Regions from separate parts of the Rattus norvegicus genome. Here region 1 is linked to region 2. A link is a contact called in public Hi-C data. All regions are on one chromosome and are shown on one strand. The core of a region is the stretch at or near the end of the contact, and the rest is flanking DNA. Distances in the headings are between cores, read along the strand shown.

Evidence for each region. Hi-C and Micro-C count contacts between places; a contact is called where the count stands out from the background.
Region 1: a contact with region 2 is called in a Hi-C map of frontal cortex, with 2.4 times the contacts expected there. The contact joins two enhancer-like sites. A contact is called at or near these places in 2 of 12 Hi-C or Micro-C datasets (frontal cortex and mammary epithelial cells) and 1 of 1 datasets of contacts at active chromatin or transcription factors (oligodendrocytes).

What each region holds. Positions count from the first base shown.
Region 1 is chr1:53,493,289-53,499,174 of GRCr8, reverse strand. It overlaps LOC102549608 (a long non-coding RNA gene), which reads left to right. Exons shown (of 4, transcript XR_005497996.2): 3 at 3,326-5,886. Among named protein-coding and RNA genes, the nearest start is that of Pabpc6, 97 kb to the left of the region's middle. Within about 2 kb of position 1,959, at least 30 of the 93 cell types and tissues checked have an H3K27ac peak or open chromatin away from gene starts, as enhancers often do.
Region 2 is chr1:53,273,511-53,279,046 of GRCr8, reverse strand. No RefSeq gene overlaps it. Among named protein-coding and RNA genes, the nearest start is that of Pabpc6, 320 kb to the left of the region's middle. Within about 2 kb of position 4,031, at least 34 of the 93 cell types and tissues checked have an H3K27ac peak or open chromatin away from gene starts, as enhancers often do.

The sequences.
Region 1 (5,886 bases), core at 710-3,209, 220 kb before region 2:
TCCCTAACAAAGGTCCTTTAACAGGTCTAACAGAAAACCCCTCATTCTTTGGTAAGAAAAAAACAACTAAATAGGAAAAAAAAATACTCCCAGGGCAACCAGTTTCTGGCCCCTTTCTCTGTGGTACCCTAAGCAGCAGAGAGCTACAACCTTCCTTTGCAAAAATCTTAACTTGCTTTTCTTTAAAAATATAGACAAATTCTCAGCAGCATCTGCGTGCTGGGGACCTAACACCTGTACTCGACATGAGGGCAGAGACGCTCGCTGCTTAGTTTGGTTCCCCTGGGGTGGTATGACGTCTTCTGGATATTTGAGAACTGTGTGGCTACAACACACACAAAGAGAAACTTTAGTGATGTTGGTGAACCTTTCTAACACAGATGTTGAAAATCAGCAATCTGAAGGGCTTGGGATTGGCCCCAAACCTAGCATCGGACACAGTTGCTTTCAGACTCCTCACTAAAGCAGATTGCCCGTGTAGTCCACGCTGCTACTGAGCACTCGGGGGAAACTAAGGCAGGCAATCACTTAAAGCTGAACCCAACCTGCATTACCGGATGAGGTCCAGGCCAGTGTGGGCTCATTGTTGTCTTTAAAAACAAAACAAACAGAAAGACAAGATTTCCCAACCCAACCTCAAAGGCAAGCTATCCCCCAAGGTTCCTAGCCAAAAAAAAAAAAAAAAAAAAAAAAAAAAAAAATTTGCTTAGCATTCAGAGATGGGAGGAGGGGACACATGCTGGGCTTTAGAATCAGGGTGGATCCAGTTGCCCACACAAGTGGTATAGAATCAGGCTTGTCAGGCATCTCCTTAGGCAGATGATGAACTTATAAAGCAAGTGGGAAGGTTTGGCAAGAAGAGGGAGATGATGTAATTATATTATAATCTCAAAAAACTGTAATAAAACTTTCTGGTTGGGGTCCCCTGGGCCACTAGGGGGAGCCAGGAGAATGATATGGAAGGGTACTTGGGGGGTCACCAGATCTGAGGAAGAGCTTAGGAATCACTACCACAGTGACTTCTGAGAAGCTCACATCCCTCTCTGAGGTGCTCTGGAATCATGTCGCTGTGTGCGGTACAGACAGAGGTGCTCACTGAGGATGCTGGCCCTTCCCGAGTCCGAGACCCACAGCCTCAGTTCTGGGCAGCCAGAGGCACTCATAGCTAAGCATGAAGGACACGGAGGCCGCCAGGGCAGGGCTATTCTCAGACTGTTGGAATGGAGGTGACAGGTCACATCATGGTGGTGTTCAGAGCAATGAGGGACTTGGCGCTTGAGAACATAGCCGTAACTAGACTGTCTCTGAAATTTAGGACTCCTCAGAGAGGTGCAGCAGCAAACCCTGAATGGGGAGGGGCTGTTGGACACAGTCATTCGAATAGAACATTTCACGTCTCCAGGGCATCAAGCAGCACAGCCTGGAGTTACCACATCCACATTACCCAAGAGAAAGGTCACAGACTCCGCCCATCTAGCGTCTGCCCTCACTCATTTTTTTTTCCTCTTGAAGGAAAGTGCTGACACCATTTCCCAAGCCTTAATTATACATAAAAGCTCTCTCTTTAGTCAGAGAAAAGCTGGATGTAAACTCAAACCCATATTGACATTATTGACCCACCACTGCCCCACACGAGCCTTGCATCTGCCTGCCAGTATGACAGAAACTGGTGGACAAAGGACACAAATGTCCCATGTCCTTGACAGACGTACAGCTTTCATTTCCACATCGGGAGAATTCTGTCCTAGCAGATCTGCGGGGAGGAAGAGAAACAGGCTCCTGATAAGAGCTTGGCGTGCAACTCCCCGGCATCTTTCAAGTGACAAGCAAGAGCTTCTGTGGCTCACCACTCTCTGCCTAGACAAATTCTAAATATGGATCTGCACATATGTACAGATTAGACTGAGCACACAGGAGCAAAACAAGCTGGCCATCCGTCCCTCCTGTCCCCTCCCTCCGTAGGAATCTGGCTGGGGATGGAGGTTTGAGTTCCGTACGGACATTCTTAGAACCCAGCTGAGCAGAGCACAGGAAATCAACATGCCTGCATCGGAACTGTGTTCTGCTCCATTACCCCACTTGTCAACCAAGGGTTATGTTCTTGTTGCCCCAGGTCCTATATTCAAAAGGGGGCCCACATATTCCACCATAGCATCCCCAGTGCATTAGCACTTAATGGCCATGAATCATGGAGCAACACTCTGTGTGTTTAACCAAGGTTATGGGGGTGGGGGTGTTGTTGTTTGTTTGTTTGTTTGTTTGTTCAGCACAGTGCTATTTTGGTCTTGAGCATACTTTTGGCCTTTGTGGTTTTATGGAAATTCAGTGTCCTTCAAGGGAGGGGAAAGAGTGATGTGCACCCAGAAGAAATCTGGTTTCTCAGCTCAGGCCCTTGGCTGCTTTGGAGAAACTGGGAGACAATATTCTGAGCTGCTCAGCAGCTGTTTCTGGCTTCTCTATGGTTTACCTGTCCTTCAGTTTCTGGTGACATTGCCATCTTAGTCCCATTTAGAGGTCTGCTATCCTCTGTGGGCTTCAATCTCAAAATATTCTGCGATGGAGTGCCTCCAACACTGCCCAGGAAACCCAGCTGAAAACTCAGAATGTATGCGAACAAGAGGGTCATTCGCTTGTTCAGCTAGACCTTCCATTCATGTCAGAGAGGGTTTAACTAAAATGACCAAACAAAGCCTCTTAATTAGAGCTGAAAACAATAAAGAGACAGACAGACAGACAGGATGGATAGATAGATAGATAGATAGATAGATAGATAGATAGATAGATAGATAGATAGATAGATAGAAGGGTGGGTGGGTGGATGGATGGATGGATGGATGGATGGATGGATGGATGGATGGATGGATAGGCAGTCAGGCAGGCAGACAGACAGACAGACAGATAGATAGACAACAGATTCAAGATTCAGAAACATTTCTCCTGGGTAAAACTAAAGCTGAAAAACAAATTGTTCTGTAATCTATGAATCCCAGAAATGAGCCACAGTGGTTGGAATCACCAGTGTCTCTCCATTTTGAAGGAGTTTGGGTGGCTGCGTCAGGGTGCATGACGCTAACTGCTGTGTCAATGAATGACTACCTGGACTGGAGGGTATAAAGATGGCCTCTTTGTCAGTCCAGGCCGGTTCTCGGACTGTGAGAAGCTTTCAGGGCCCTAACCTCCTTCCTTACCATGACTGCAACGTTCGCTGGGCTGCATGGTACTCAGCCTCAAATCACAGATCAGAGAGGAAGGCGGAGAATAGCTTCCTAGCCACTATGACAAAGGAGTGATGGACACCACCTCTGCTTTTGTGTTCATGGTAAAGGTCACCAGGTCTTAAGAGTAAGCCAATGATGCTGGGAAGTGACATCCCCAACAGACCAATCATTTCCCAGAGACGAATCTCAGCAAGGCCAGAGCAGGCTGGGTTTCCAAGGACAGTCGGTCGTCGCTGACGTGCAGTCATCCAGTGTTGCAGTGGATCCTTGGGGCAGCATCTCTGACCTCGGTAAGTCTGTCCCACACCTTTGCAGTACCCAGGAACCTACAATTCTCCAACATATCAGGAAACCCATCTGTCTTCATCCTTCATGCAGATATAACTAATTCTGAAAACATTCTTACACTGGACTACGAATTCATGCTCATAAGCCTTCATACAGCGCTGACCCATTGGTGTTGCTTCTACCTTTCTAGAATCATCGGGATTTAGCTATATCCTTCAGTTGACGGGTTTTCAAGAGATCAAAGAGCCGTGTGCCTCCTTTAGGTGGTTAGTTTTTCTAAACATTCTCAGCCTCACATTGGTTCTGTCGTCCTTCACACTAGAATACTCATGTAGTTCAACCTTTCTAGGAAGTTTAGCTAATGGGGTCTGGAGAGGTGACTCAGCATTTAAAAGCATGTATTGTTTATTTGTTTATTTGTTTGTTTGTTTGTTTGCAGAGGACCCAAGTTCAGCTCACAGCACCCTTTTCAGGCAGCTCACAACTACCTCATTGAAATCCAGTTGCAGGAAAATATGGTCTCTGTGGGTGCCAGTATTCATATAGAGTACACACACACACACACACACACACACACACACACACACACACACACTCACACTCACACAAAAGTAATAAATCTTTTAAAAAATATTTTTGCTAAGAATAAGAACACAATATCAAGAAAACAGAAAACAGAAGCGGAAGCAGGGATGGGGAGATGGGTGGAGAAAGTCTCAGTGCACCCCCATTATACAGAGAAGCTTGCTCTGAGCATCCTTCTGACCCCAGTGCCTTACTGGCTGTGGCTGGGTTACCTGTGGTCCTCTGTTTTCCTACCCAACCTCCGTCAGCCTTTGTGCACGGTGGGGCCAGGGTGTTTGTTTCCAGCCAATGCTTTCTGAAGCTTAAAAAGAAAAACACAGCAGAATTAAAACGATGACAAAGGGGGCCTGAGACCGAAAGGCGGTATGTGGGCTTTACATCCCCAGAGCTGTGCTCTGCACAGAGAGGTGACCATGCAGTAGATGCCCAGTCTCTTTGTGTCCAAAAGAATTAATAAAGTTCAGATTAAATATTAAAAAGGAAAGCTCTAGCCAGCTGTTTCTGCAGGAAAGCTGAGAAATGGAGAGTTTGCTACTCCTCTGCAGGGCTGGCTCTATAAAAATAACAAGATTTTTTTTGATACAATTAAATTTTGCAATTAGAAATTGCACCACGTATAAGAACACTTTACATTGGCGGTGCTGTTCTGTTCAAATGATCCAGAGACGTAGCTGGCCTCCTTTTATATTTTATTTTGCTCTATTTTGATGGGAGAAAAAGGTAGGCAGAGTTGTGAACAACCTCTTAATACAGTTTAGAAACTTGGTGTGCAAAGGGCACTGATATAGTAATTACCAGTTTTCTTTTATCAGCCGCCCTCCCCTGTCACCTCTGCTATTTAAAGTTACTGTTCACACACTGTGGCTAATTCCTTTTGTTAAATTTCACATTGAATGCAGCTTCCTGAATGTTTGTTATTGCGGGCCTATGGATGTAGGCTTCTCAGATAAAGGGAAAGCCGGGTGCATTCATCTGTACGCAAATTGAAAATGAGTTTAACCCCTTGACTTCCGCAGCTCTGCACCCTTAGGCAGAATATGTTCTACCCATCCGACCGACATGATTTAACATTGTGGCAACATCTGTGTTTTACATTTAAGGGCATTTTCTAGAACAGCCAAAGCAACTGTGTGTATGAGCTATGTTAATGCAAAGAAACCGACTTGGGGAGGAGGCCCAGGGCCTTGGTTGGGGAAAATGATTCAGAGCTGGGGATAAGGAGGGAAAAAAAATACAGCAACACTTTTGAAGTTGGAAAAGGCCTATTTTCATGACTACGGGCATATTTCCTGTCGAATCATCAGATTATTGCCAGCCAGAGGCCTTTTTAAGCCAAGAGAAGGAAGCAGAAAGGTGCTGGAGAGAGGACTTTTGCCCCACTCTCTGCCCCGCCCTGCCCCTGCTCCTCTGCTGTCTAAAGTAGCAGCACTAAGGGAAGCCCCCATTTGTCTTCTCTCACCTTTTTTTTTTTCTATTGCAATTTTCAGAGAGAAGCAGAGGGAGGAGAGAACATAGAAAACAATCGACCATGGCTTTCTCTTCCTCTCGGTTTAACTTCGAAACAAGAGGCACAAAAGGTCAACCACACAAGAATGGATTTTGCATGATTCCAGGGAGAATTTAACATTGGTTGGTTCGTCCAGCAAACACTTGCTGAATGACCCCTACCCGGTCCCCCTGCCCTGACACACTCTGTGGTGTCCCCAACCTTGTACAAAGGAGCTCTAAAGGGCCACGTGTCACAGGAAGACTGACATAGACAGGAAAACACATAGGCAGTAGGTGGAGAGGAACT
Region 2 (5,536 bases), core at 2,782-5,281:
ACACACACACATACACACACTGACTGCACACATACACACACATGCATACAAATGACAAACATGTACACACTCAAATAAATGCCCACACACATGCACATACACTGAATGCACACATGCATATATATGCACATACATACATATGTGCACACACAAATGCTTACATGTTTGTACACATGCACATTCACACAGGCACACACGTGTACAGGCATGCATTCATGCACACATGGACATAAACATGAACACATACATGCACACACATGAACACATACATGCACACACATAAACACGCACACTCACACTCATGATGCATGCTTGTATACAAGTATGACCAAAAGTTTTTGCATTAACTTACTCCTTTACTGTAACTGGTTCTTGTCCACATGTGAAAAGTCAGGGACTCCTCCACTTGGAGAATCTCAGCATCACAACAGCATCCAGGAAGTCCCCATCAGCGTCCCAGTGGCACTCGAGCTCCTTCTTCAAAAAGCTGGGCTTTTAAAGGAGACAATTGTAGTTAAACGTGTGAGGAAATGGTATGGAAAGGGGTCTAGGCTTGCCTCATCTGCACAAAGCCTGGGTTCAATCCCCAGCCCGGCATAAACTGAGCGTGGAGGAGCATGTAATACCATTATTCCAGAGGTAAGACACAAGAACCAGAAGTTCAAGGCCATCCTTGGATGCACAGAGAGTTCAAGGCCAGACTGAGCAACGAGAGACCCTGCTCAAAAAAACAAAAACAAAAACAAAACAAAACAAAAAACATGCTAATAAATGGAACTTCCCCTCTCCAAACCAAAAGAAAAAGAAAAAAGGATGAAATATGACTTAACCATTAAGTATAAGCTCTCTTATTGGAGACTAGAAATAATAAAAATAATAATAATGAAAACAAAAAAGGAGGCAGGCACCACCAGCCCCGAGCACACCAGCGTCACAGCGTAGGCTGTTCCAAGCTCATGGAGGTAGCCGGTACCCGGTTATTACCCTTTGGCTTTTCTATATGGAGTTTAAAGTCCTTTTTTTCCATCTGCCTTTGGCTGAGACCTGCTGGTCATTTAAAAGACTTGCATTGCCTACATGACAACATGGAATCCATAACAGGAGACAAACAGCACACTTTTTGGCTAGCAAATTACCCTCTTTATTTTCACTGGATCCTATTGGAAGGATGCTCACCCCTCACCGGGGGCTGAATCAGTGGATCCTGTTGGAGGAATGCTCAACCCTGAAACTGCCTGTGCACACAGAGCCCCATGGACCAGTCCATGTCTGATCCCCACCACTGTGTCCTACTGGGCAGCTTGTTCTTGCCATGAGTGAAGGACACATCATATTTGAGCTCAGGGACTGAACTCAGACATCTCTGACTTGGAACTTGGGGGGTTGTTTTTCACCAGCGGAACCTTTAAAGGAGAGGGGAGCTTGAATCCTGAGCTCCACAGAGTCATGATGGGAAGACCATCGAGGCCTGCTGCCCCCTGAGCTTATGGTGAGAAACAATGAAAAGAAAATTAAGTAAACAAGAAAAAGCCGAACAGAAACAAGGCCGAGAGAATCACATTTAACACCTTTCTCACTGCCACAGCCCCCAGCTGTCCCCAGACATTTTCTGAACCGGCTATATGTGACTTTACTCAATGTCTGAGAAAACTGAAGCACTCATGGAGAGTGTCCAAGTCATTTCCTTAGAGCCCACAGGTACGTGTAAAGGATTGAACTCAACCCCCCCCCCCCAACTTGGGATCTGGGGATAACTGCGTACAGCGGCATCAACCCAAGCCATCATGAGAACCACAGAAAAGCATTTCCTTGGAACCAAACTCTGACCTCATTAAAGCAAAAATGTTGACAGCTGCACCAAGTATGGCCAAGGGTGAAAAATGCCTAACCATATGTTCTTGTGCCGAGTTTTACTTTGACTTTATTCCCTTTATTTATTGACTTTGGTAAAGCACCTGTAATTTTACATAATGTTAAGCAAATGGTAGGAGTGGTCAGATTATGGGTGTTGGTTGCTGACGAGCCTAGAACATATATCGATAATCTATTAATGAACCAGGAGTAGCCCAGTTTACCAACTTTTAACAATGATCCCCACTCTCCTTCCCACTCCCACGCCCGGCCCGGACTAATTATCCTGCCTGTCCCTCCTGGCAATGGACCTAGAGTTACCGCCATCTCAACCAAATAGGAATGGGTCCGGTCAAAACACTGCTGCTCATTTTGACAGCCATGTTGTCTTCAGCCTCTGATGAGGGAGCCAGTAAAGCCCTGTGTTCAGTAATCAAAACCATGATCAAGGACAGTTCAGGGCAACAACTGGGACTGGCTGTGAGGTCTCTCTGACATGGGGCAGTCAATGATCAGACAGGGCAGATGCCATTGGCCCACCCAGAATAGAGGTCGCCTTGTATAAAGAGTCATGGCTAGAAAGAATGCGTTCTTTTAAAGGGTTACATCTTCCCTTGAATTTGTTTAAGACTCTCCCAGCTTCCTGGAGTTTCTTAGGTCTAGACTCTAATCCCTTTTCAGGACAGAGGGTGACCTAAATAGCCCAATGTACAGACAGCTCTCAGATCTGCAAGTAAATACAGCAAAATACAAAGTAATTGAAGCTGACCTCCCCTTAGTGCCTTAGAGAGAAAGCTCTCCTCTCATACCTCAGAACACGCGTGTGTATTGTTTTTCAGGGATGCACAAGCTGACTCGTCCAGTTTTAGCACCAAGCCAACAAAAATCACATGCCGTGGGCAAGTCCACTGTTTGTTTTTAAGCAAAGAGGGCCTTCTAGGATCCTTGGCCAAACTTGAAAAGAGGTGGGCTGAATGTTTAATTACAGAGGGTGACTTCACTTTATTAAAACGTCTTTGCTCATCAGTGAAGGAGTTGAGTCATGGGGCTGTGAGCTGTGGGGAAGGTCACACACAGGATGCTGTGGGTGATGCTGGAATGATGCCTGAGAGAGCCACTCACTCCATTACACACAAGCACACAGAGCCCCATGACATTCTCCCTGTGAGCTGGCCTGAACATGGCTCCAAAGCGTCCAGAGCTACCGAGACTCCTTTGGTCTCTAAAAATAGATCCCACTAGCTGCTAGAGACACTCGGTTGCTCTGGCCCCAGATGTGTAGCATGTAGGCAGCTAAGAGTGTGGGATTGCTCAGTGGGAAATGGGTGTCCTAAGAGAATTCAAGCCACAGATAGCATTATGAGATAGACTAGCTTTCAGGTTAAGTACCCCCGCCCCCAAATCTAAGATCTTTATGGTCCCTTTTATTGGTCACATGTTCCCAGGGGAGCTCTAGTCTTAGATGGAATCCTGTAACGTTTCTCCACCCAACGAAGCCCTAGCCTGATCCCAACTTCAATGCCAGCCCAAGCTATGGAGAAGCGCCTCTCTGTTTCTAAGATCGGATACTGAGTTGTTTTCTATTTTAAAGAGCCTTACCTCGAACATCAAAGAAACAGACCTTCCTTGTTTAAAATCTAGAAATAGACAATAGATAAGATCTGATTGTATTACATCCTTTAATAAGCAAAACTTGGCAGGCGAGAGGGTTCAACTATCAAAGTGCTTGTCTAAAAGTACAAGGACCTACGTGAGTTTGGTTCCTAGAACCCATTTAAAATAAAATTAGGCAGCGCGGCACATGCTTCCGGTGCTGAAGAGGTGGAGAGAAACAATTCTGACTAGTCCCGGCCAGTGGAACCCTACCTCAAAGTCTGCCTGGGGGGATGATAACAAGCATTGTCCTCTGCCCCTCACGCTTGAGCACACACCCACCCACCCAACGAATCCTTCAAGGTCATCCTGAAGAATCTATGCTCATGTTGTGATATTGTGAACAGTCAGCTGACCGCCTCCCACCAGCTCCTAGCCACACCTGTCCAGTAGCCAGAATCCAGAAAGCAAACAGCGTCTGAGTCCCTGGCGCTGTGAAACAAACCCTTAAACTGACCACAAACACAAGCACTTCTGTCAGGGGACCAACAGAATGGTATCACTCGGGAACTTGTGGAAAGCAGAGCCACGCCCACCCCAGTCCTCCAAGCAGCAGAGGGAGACTTTGAGATTGAGGGACAGCCTTATGTAGCAGTACACTGGGCTCATTGAAATCCCAGGCATGGGGAAGAATTTATCTTGATCCAGAGGTAAAAAGAGGACAGCACAAAGCAAGCTTATTCTGACTTATGTCCTCGAAATGAAAGCGGTGTCCCCTTTTGATTCTAGCAGCAACTTCCAAACTTGATGTCTGTCCTATGTTTTTTCAAAAGTGACAAAACACTCTTAATGTACATTATTTTTATTGCCTGGTGACCACCGCACTAGCGGACGCCAACAAGCAATTATGGGGACCGTGTGTTAGCTGTTCTGGATTTCTGTCACCCACTCGTCAGTGCTGTGTCTCGGTTCCCCAGACTGGCATTTCCACTTTGCATTTCTGCCAGCACCTGATCCAGGCCTTATCAGTTCTTAGTCGCTGAGCCACTGTTCCTCTGATAAGGGAGCTCAGACAGAAGAGAAACTATGAATTCTTTGGGGTGTGTTTATTTACATTCCCTGCTATTTAGACAGTTTAAATTCAAACCTTGGTCCTGTCTTCCCCCCTGAAGTTTAACCTTGAGAAGAAATTATTTCAGCAACGAAAAAAAATTATGCGTCCGTAGTTTTGAAGACTCCCTCCCCCAGGCCCGCTGAGTTAACTTCAAGAAACCTCCACCTCTGGCTGTGCATTTCACCTCAATGTCCCTGAGTATTTGCAACTTTCCTGAAACCAATGGGTATCTTTGCCGAATGGAAGAAATGAACTTGTCTGTAAGATCCGCGCCTCTTATGTCTGCTGATTCGGCCTCATTCACAGTTCAGCGTTTCCTAGCAGAAAAGGCTAGCGAGCTCCTGTAGCTGCCGTAAATACCTATTCTCCAGCCACACGAGCCTGACACGGAGTGTCATTTCCTCCACCGCATGGAGAAACATTATTCTTTCTTTAAAAAGGGAGCGCTACATTTTTGACGCAAACTTTGCCACACTCTGAATGATATGTGGGCTTTTTATGTTTATTAAACTGCTATCTGGCGGAAAAAAGCCGCCTAATATTTTGACATGAAGGTCATTTGAAAGTTTTACTGCTTGCAAGGCTGATCCATTTTGTTGACAAAAAGCTCTCTCAGGGATCCCTGAGGTACCCCCGCCTTCCTGCCTCTCCCAGAGTCTGACGTTTCTTTCCCCCCTCCCTCTTTACCTCTTCCCACCAGACAGCCGGCCCATTATGTATGTCCCCATGAATGACTAATTACCAGCTCATTAAGGTTGTCCCAGTGAATGATGCTATGGCCTTAGGAAAGGATTTGAGATAAACGTCCAAATCTCCATGATATTACTATAGCGGGGATGAGTGGGAGAGGGGAGGAAGAAATGGAGATGTTACAAGCTCCACCTATACAGTGTCGCAAGGTGGTTTGCCCTGCTTTGGGACAGCACATGCTACAACAATGCAAAGGAGTCAGCTAAAATGATGCACATGCCCTTAGGG